Regions from separate parts of the Mus musculus genome. Here region 2 is linked to region 1. The links are chromatin contacts, called in public HiChIP or PLAC-seq maps. All regions are on one chromosome and are shown on one strand. The core of a region is the stretch at or near the end of the contact, and the rest is flanking DNA. Distances in the headings are between cores, read along the strand shown.

The links. HiChIP or PLAC-seq counts read pairs in DNA pulled down with a chosen protein or histone mark.
Region 2: a contact with region 1 is called in an H3K27ac HiChIP or PLAC-seq map of large pre-B cells, with 2.5 times the contacts expected there. The contact joins two enhancer-like sites. A contact is called at or near these places in 2 of 39 promoter capture datasets (the C10 cell line and second pharyngeal arch cranial neural crest) and 1 of 115 datasets of contacts at active chromatin or transcription factors (large pre-B cells).

Annotation. Positions count from the first base shown.
Region 1 is chr2:43,737,426-43,741,427 of GRCm38.p6, forward strand. Gm39804 (a long non-coding RNA gene) reads right to left here. Exons shown (of 3, transcript XR_866182.2): 3 at 910-4,002. Among named protein-coding and RNA genes, the nearest start is that of Arhgap15, 9.4 kb to the right of the region's middle. Within about 2 kb of position 1,571, at least 125 of the 459 cell types and tissues checked have an H3K27ac peak or open chromatin away from gene starts, as enhancers often do.
Region 2 is chr2:45,250,801-45,255,249 of GRCm38.p6, forward strand. It overlaps Vis1. Among named protein-coding and RNA genes, the nearest start is that of Gm28643, 120 kb to the left of the region's middle. Within about 2 kb of position 2,686, at least 10 of the 459 cell types and tissues checked have an H3K27ac peak or open chromatin away from gene starts, as enhancers often do.

The DNA of each region.
Region 1 (4,002 bases), core at 321-2,820:
CAAATGGCTAATTGACATTTAACAAAGAGTTCAACATTCTCAGTCGTCAGGGAAATGTGGATCAAAGGAACTTTAAGAGTCTACTGCACTCTGACTTGGATGGTCAACATTAGGAACTCAAATGACTGTAAATGCCAGGAAGATGTGAAGAATGGAAACTTTTACATTTGATAAGAGTGTAAATTAGTAAATTAGACTGCTTTGGAAACCAGTCTGTAGGTTTCTCAAAGAACTAAAACTATAGCTACCGTCTGTCCCGGCTATGGCACAGTTGGACACATACATAAAGGATGTGACGTCATAGTATTGCACACTTTGCAGATCCATGATCATCGCCGCTTCTGGCTGCTCTAGTCACCGTAGCTAGGGAGTGGATGAAGGGTAGGTGTCTATCAACGGAAGAATCAAGAATGCAAATGCTTTACAGATGTTTTTGTTTTCAACAGACAGAAATAAAGTGGAATCTAGATAAGAGGAAAGTAGATAGGGGTGGGGGTGGAGGGTGAGGGTGGGGGTGGGGGTGGGGGTGGAAGGTGAGGGTAGGGTGGGGTGGGGGTGGAGCAGTGCACTGGAGGCAGGAGGCATAAGCACAGAGGAGGCAGGGCTGGGGAGAGCAAAGGAGGATGGCACACCAAAACAAAGACTGTAGGAAGAAACCACTTTGAAACTTACTACTTTGTAAGTAGTGAGGAGAAAAAGCCCCCAGAGCTAGGAGAAAGATTCTGTCACAGAGCTGTTGGTCACGGAGACTCCAGAGGCCCCCAAAGCAACATAATCAGCCCTTTAAGTTGCCTACCAAAACCCAGGTTTTGTTTGATATTTAGTCTAAGGATCTATTCCTTGTGGGGTTTTTGTTTGGTTGGTTTGGTTTGCTTTGGGTTTGTGTGTGTGTGTGTATGTGTGTGTGTGTGTGTTTGGGATTTTTAGTTGTTTGCTTTTGTTTTTTTGTTTGTTTGTTTCTTTGTTTGTTTGTTTTTTACTACAGGCCTTGGGAAAGGTTGACAGTTTCTCGCTAAGAGTGCATTTTTACACTGGACTCACACCTACTAGTGCTGGGGTTGGGGACGACGGCTGAGCACTGATTCGTGGTGGCCACTTCTCATCTGCTTCTGGAAAAGGACAGAGAGGTTTCCCTGCCTTGAAAGCTGTTTAACATTGGAGTCTACCATTGGGTTTCAATATGAGACCAGTGATTGTAATTTTAGCGCCTCAGCAAGAACTCATTTTCAGTTTCTCTTCAACTTTTGCTCTGCCTCAAGATCAGAAGCTTTCCTGGTTTTGTCTATTTTAAGTTCCTCTTTTGTTGCAGTTGTAGACACTCTATGGTCCGGATTCAAGGCAGCAATGGCTTCTACCTCATGGCTTCAGTGAGCCTTGGAGCCACGTCCTCCTTCCCTTGCTGATTTGAAACTCTCTGGCCCGGGGGTTGCGTTCCTTTCAACTTGGCTCAGTTAGCTGGTGATTTCCATAGACCCTGTCACTCTGAGAGGCAGCTTCATTTCAGAGGTGGCTTGATTATGAGCTTGGCATTAATGTATGCTTTAATAGCTTTGCCTGTGCAGGCAGAGAGCATCCTCTCAGAAGGGAGTGTTGCTGCAACAGGAAGTTTTCACCACAGCTTTCGTTGCCACTGACCTACGGAACGTCGTCTCGTAAATACACCTCTTGCTGCTTCTGCTTCTCTCATCCGAGAGTGAAATATTTAGAATTCTCAAAATGACGCCCGGGGCGCAGAAGGCAGACCCATGGTTTTTGAGACCTGACCGGTGTACATGACCCACGGCCCTGAGGCCTTAAGAAGCCATTCTGAGGCTAGAGTTGCCTCTGAAGAATTTTACTTTGTAAACATTTAAATAAATTACATGAGTAGAGCCTTTCTTGATATAAAACGCAAACATGCAAGATGAATACAATATATCAAGGTGCAGTAGCCTTGCTTTGATGGCAGTGGGGGATGAAACATGACAGAGTCGCATGCTCTTATCTTTAAATTGCTGCTGCACAGCTTAGGAACTTCTACAATACCCATAAGTCCCTCTTCTTGCCTTGACGTTTCAGACTCTGTGTGATACCTGTTTGCTCTCTGCTTTAAGACACATAAACACTTCAGTTATAACTCAGATGCCTAAGCAAACTCAACGTTGCCTCTACTTCTCTTTTTCTTTCTCTGAATCTCAGCCCTCGGGTTAAACGCCTAAGTAGTTCCAGGTCCTGTATCACACGTTGTCTTATCAGAAATGTCACACTTCCCCACCTTGGTCTGTTCCCCTTTCCTCTCATTACCATTAATTATCAATGTCTACACATGAAGCTCAAAACACTGCCTCCTCTCCTTGGAGTCACTGCTCCACCAAGTTGCTTGTTTTGTGTCATAGCAACAACTGGTCCTCTGTTCACTGAATCATTAAAATTAGCCCAGCTTTGACTTCAGCCTTGAAAATCAAAATGAGAGACTGGGTACATACAGTTTCTTCCCCGCATAAGGGTATAACCCTAGTTTGTGAGAATGATTACAATTTTCTTCCTATCAATATCTGATTCTGATGTTTGTAATCCACTCTTGCATAAGAAATCAAAATTTTATCACATATGCACACATTTTTTTCAAATGCCGGTACTTAAAAACACACAGAATTCCCAAGTCCTACTATGATCCTCAGAGAACCTCCCTAGGTCATTTTGAACATCTCTGCAAGACCCTGTGTCCAAGCTCCAGGACACAGGTTGGCCTGGATGTTCCTGACAGTACACAATTTCACATTGCTGTGCTGTTCTCCTGCCCCTTCCTCCTGAAAACCTCATTTTTGTCTCATTTTCTGGAATCTTAGTTCTCCTTACCATTCTCCTATGCTGCAACAATCAGAAGGGAAGTTCTAGTGGCTCCAGGCAGGAAAAATCTCTGTGTTTCTTCATTTTGCCCTGGAACTCAAGCTAGATCTCTGCTTCTGAGACTTCTCACACTCGCAGCCAAGGCCAAGGCTTACCCTAATACCTAGTTCCAAACAGGCACCTCTCCCGTTTCTGAGGACATTTCCCACAATTCCCTGTTTTCCCTCCTAAGTATCCTGAGTTTCTTGTTCCTGTCAGTCCTCATTTTCTGTATTCTTGTGTTCATTTCCCAGTCTAAAGAAGCAAAAACATATAAAATGAGTCCCTGTGGCTCCATTTCTTTCTTGGGCACCGTATCTTCCTCTCATTTTTAACATTTCTTGACACATAAAAGTTCCTTAAAACATGGTCATAGCTCTTGTTTTTTATCTATTAAAATAGGTTTTTCCTTTCCGAAGTACGTGTGGGCAGGTGTTTGTGTGTGCTCATGTGTGCACGTGCATGTGTGTGAGTGTGTGTGTGTGTTTATGTATGTGTTTATGTTTGTGTTTGCTTGTACTAAGATGCATGTGTAGTGGTCAGAGAACATTTTCTGAGATTTGATTATCTCCTTTCACCACGTGGATCCCATGGGTCTAACATAGGTCATCAGAATTGGCACTAAGTGTCCTTATTCCCTGATCCACCTCAGCATCTCTGCATAATGAAATTTCTTTCTCCCATATCCAAGAAGACCTATTTTTATCAAGGCTACAGTGACCTTCACCATTCTGTAGCTAAAATCAATTTGAGCTCCTCCTTCTTCTCTTTCTTAAAGTAAAATGTGTCTCTTTTGCTGTTGCTGTTTTTTCCTTTTGCAATCTTTACGTTGAGCACTGGGACCTATCTTGACCCTTTCTCTTTTCTGTGACCACTCTAAACTTCCATATCCAGTCACACGATCAAGTGCTAAATGTTTCTGACTTTCAGAGAGACACCGTTAGCCCAGCTCTTTTCCCTAGTCTCGCACCTTCATGTCCAGCTGCACTCTGGCTAAGTGCGCTGTGAGGACAGACAGCTTCTCAGAGGTCAGTCCCACTACGTGAAGCCTCAGTGCTTCAGTGCGCCCACCCTGCTCTTCTGAAGACATTTCTCTCGCACCTACAGCTGATGTATCCTTGACTGCTCAAGACA
Region 2 (4,449 bases), core at 1,436-3,935, 1.5 Mb after region 1:
AAAGTGTATCATTCTGAATGATGAACCAGAGTAAAGCCCTTCTCCCTTAAGTTGCTTTTATCAGGGTATTTTAATCTCAGCATCAAAAAAGTAAGGCAGGGATGATGAGAGATATATTTCCTAGGTCAGTAACATTTACTTTGCAAAGTAAAAAATTATGTCTGTTTGAAATAAAGATTCTTTATGACGAAACTTGCAGGGCACATCCCTGTGCTAGCTAAGAAGGGTTTCACTCAGGCACTGTAATGGTGATGTCCCTATGAGGTAACCACTGAGCAACCCCTCTAGCCTGAGCTTGACTTTAAATGTATCTTAAATATATTATTCCATGACCGGGTTCTTTACTTTGTGTTTTGTACTATGCATGTAAAGTAGATATATTTAAGTTATCATGATGAAAGAAGCAGCAAGGATACATATATGTGTGTAATAAACTCTGCCTATCATCCACTGGCAAAAGCTATAGATGTTAGGCTATTTATGATATAATGCTATAAACGCTGGCTCAGGAGGCTCTGGTAAAAAGATAGATGTGAGCTTGAGTCCAGTCTGTGCTATATAGTGAGTTATAGCATAGTCTGGGCTATATTGTAAAATTCTGTCTTAAACTATACCACCCCACAAAACAAAGCAAAACCAACCCCCACAGACCCTCATTCATTAAGACTTTAGTCTTTTAGTTCTAGCATCTGGGTTTCCTTGACTAATACTATATAAGATACAGCAACCTAGAAGGAAATATAAACTACTTAGATAGTCACAGTTTATAGGAAAGGAGAAGATTTAAAATAGAAAAGTCTATAATATCAGACACGAATAGAGAAGAAGTTGTAATCTTAAACCAAGGGTGGTGACATGTACCTGAAGTGACCCCATGCAGGATTCAGAGGCAAGGAGTCACTCGTGCCAGCTCATTCTGGGCTAAAGAGTGACCCTGTCTCATCACCAAAGCAAATCACAGCAAAAATAAATAAAGAAATAAAAAGTAAAAACACAGTGTTCTAATCTTTGTCCCCTGGAGGTGCTAAATAGTTTCAAGCTATCAGGGCTATATATATTTAGCACACTTCCCTGGTAAATTGGCCAGCTTGCTCACCTTTAAAAGATAAGATATTTGCAATACAGTTTTATAATATTTCCACGGACATTATGTTAAAGATCTGTTGTTGTTGTTGTTTTGAAGTATACCTTTTCTTTGACTTTGCTGAATGAAATGATTATGATTATAATTCTGAAGTTTTTCAATCTAGAACAAGGATTGGCCAGTCTAGTCTACACAGTGAGTTCCAGGCACTTCAGAGGCATATAGTGAGTATATGGCATGTCATGAAAAGGAAAGAAAGGAAGGAAGAAAGCAGCAAAGCAAGCAACTGTGCAAAAAAGAATTGATTATGGTTAGAAAGGGAGACTTTGAGATTTTTAGTTCCATGGGTATCTTGATTTTTATTTTTTTATTTTTTAATTTAAACTCAGGCCTTGTTGAAATACAAATCTTATTTCACTCTCTGGAAACAGAGAAAAATGGAGTTAGTAAGGAATTCTAACTGCAAACTGTAGTTTCCCATCTTCATAGGTTTGTAAAGCTGACAGGATCTGGGAGTTAATATTTATTCTGCCCCTTGATACCCGCAGGTGGAAAGTACCATACAGAAAGCAAGCACTGGAAACCGGGCAGAATTTCTAATCTTCACAATTTGTTAACAGGGGCTGCCCTGGGGCTTGCTGGGAAGGTGGCTCCTTGCCAGGGACTACAGAGCACTACTTTATACTATGACAAGCCATTCCAGACATCAGCTCTTACCTGTGGCCTCTGGGACCCAGGTTTTAATATTTTAGCAGCCGAGTTGAAAACATGTTAGCTGTGTATTAGTTGAATTCCTCTATTTGCGCATGCATCAACTGCTGTTAGTTACCTAAAAGTTTACGCTGGTGCCTGGTGCTAGTGGGCACCTCTCTGTGAGATGGGTTTCTAAGGTGGGTGACACATTGTGCCTTAACTGTTAAAAAAGAAAGATAACTCGAAGGAACCTCACCAGCTAGTGCTCTGTGCAACAAGGTGATACTTTCTATTTGCTGCAAGCTAACCCACAATGTACAATGCTGTTCAGAAGGCAAAATTGTAGAACTCCTGCTTCTTCAAGAATTATATTACATATATTTCAGCTTGGATCGTATTGATTTTAGAAAGCTAGTATTTTTACGGACCACAGATTATAAGAAACACCCCAGCAAATATGAAGCCAGTGAGTTTTACAGGTCTCTTATAAAAGTAAGATGAAGTTACTGATGTCTTAAGTAAAATTTAAACTAACATTTTCTGTGTCTGTTTCACCTATGCACACCTTTACACGTTCAAGAATACACTGGTTCTTGCCTCAGACTTCACTTAGAAATCATGAGAAAGGCATAATTTTGGAAGAGACCGATTAGGAAAATTAGAGGCTGATAAATAAACTTAATAGTGTACCGACAGAGAGCCTTAAAGCCATATCAGATACCTAGCTCCAAATAACCTTTGCCCACATAACCTCAAGATTCAAGTACTGTTTTCTTCAGTAAATATGCACAAAATATATATAAAGCATTAAAAGGCAATTGTTAGCAGAAGCCTTGGAGAAATCAGCAGAAATGACTACTGTGGTATAGCAGTGGCTTTAATAAATGATGCAACCCCCCCCCCCGGCCCCCTGTTCTCTCCATCCCACCTCTGATCTTTGGCCCCTGCCCTGCTAATACTCCTTGCATAAATGCTCTATGTTTCTTCTTTTAATTTAGCCCCAATTTTATGCCATGACTAAAACTTCTGAAGATTTTAGTGTTCTTTTCTTCCTGAAGAGTTTTTCCTTACCTGTCTCCCCTGCTTCTCTCCTTCCTTCCCTCCCTTCCTTCCTCCCTCCCTCCTTCTCTCCCCCTCTCCCTCCCTTTCCCTTTCCCTCTCCCTCTCCCTCTCCCTCTCCCTCTCCCTCTCCCTCTCCCTCTCTCTCTCTCTCTCTCTCTCTCTCTCTCTCTCTCTCTCTCTCTTTCTCTCTCCTTTCCTTACACCCTCCCTCTCTTTCTTCCATCTTCCTTTTTTTTTTTTTTTCCTTCTCTGATGATATAAGACTGTGAAGCTGTTGGTCTTTCAGGCTCATTATTTTGGTCTCCGAATGTTTCTAAATTTGTGGTGCTAGCTGTTGAAGAAGTCTGGAGTGGTGCAGGTGGCTGCTATTAACTGACGTGTCATGGTTCACGGTGAACAAGCAAGGTCAACAAACTTGTTTTTCATCCTGACTGGTTTTAATTTGAAAGGGAACTTGTTACCTATTTGATAATGCTTCACTGAAGTTCACCTATTTCAGGTAGATTAATAGCTTGTTCAAAGATGAGGAACCCAGAGGCCCTGAATGTGCTCTGAGTTCAAGGTTCAAACTTCAGAAAGCAAAATGCTCCTGTTTTTTCTTGTACCTATTCGCCTGGGCATGCTGGAGTGAACTTTGGATCTGGAAACACTTGAGCAATCACAGGTTTGGGACTTATAGTCATTTTAGGAGCTGTGTTATGTAACTGAAGACAGAAAAGTGCTGTCTTGGAAATTTAACGATTAAAAGGCTTTTTAGTTTTGGTGACTATATGGTTGGTTTGGATGTAAAAGGAAAAACAAAACAAAACAAAACAATCCAAAACATGTATGTATGCATTTCTGATTGGTCACTATAACGAATGCAAATCTTTTAAAAACATAATTTCAAACAAATTCAAACGCTAAATGTTAGTGTGGATTGTACTGAGCAGGAGGTAAGAGTTGAGCCTGGAGAGATGGCTCAGTGGTTAGGAGTACTGGCTGCTCTTCCAGAGGACCCTGGTTCAATTCCCAGCAACCATATGACAGCTCACAACTGTCTGTAACTCCAAGATTTGACAACCTCACACAGACATACTTGCAGGCAAAAACATAAACAATGTGCATAGAATAAATTAAATAAATTAAAAAAAAAACCGAGGTAAGAATTTGTTCATAGGCAGAGCAGTTCCTGAGGCTGGCAGCTCAGTATCACCTTAAGTGAATGTAAATACATTTGTAATGAAGTCTATAAAATATGGAACCAAGTTGCTGTGGCATCCATTTCTCTCCTAAGAAGTAGGCTTTACTATCTTGGTGTCCTGTAAGTCCTTGATGTTAATGGTAAAGATCAACACCACGGATCCTTTGTTAGGTAGCTCTCCACGCAGAGATGGAAAACCAGTCCTTTTCAACATAGCGCTCAGGACTCTCAATGTTGTCATTGTTTCTCCACAGAGTTTTCTGCTGAGACATTTAAATTCAACTATTTGTAGATTAAGCCACAGTGGAAATATTAATGATAGCTTCGTACTGAAAGGAGCCCGACAATCTCTTAAATTGATAGGCTTCTAAGAAAACTCTACGTTTCAAATAAGAGTCTGATCTTTGGATCCCTTAACTGGTCTGAG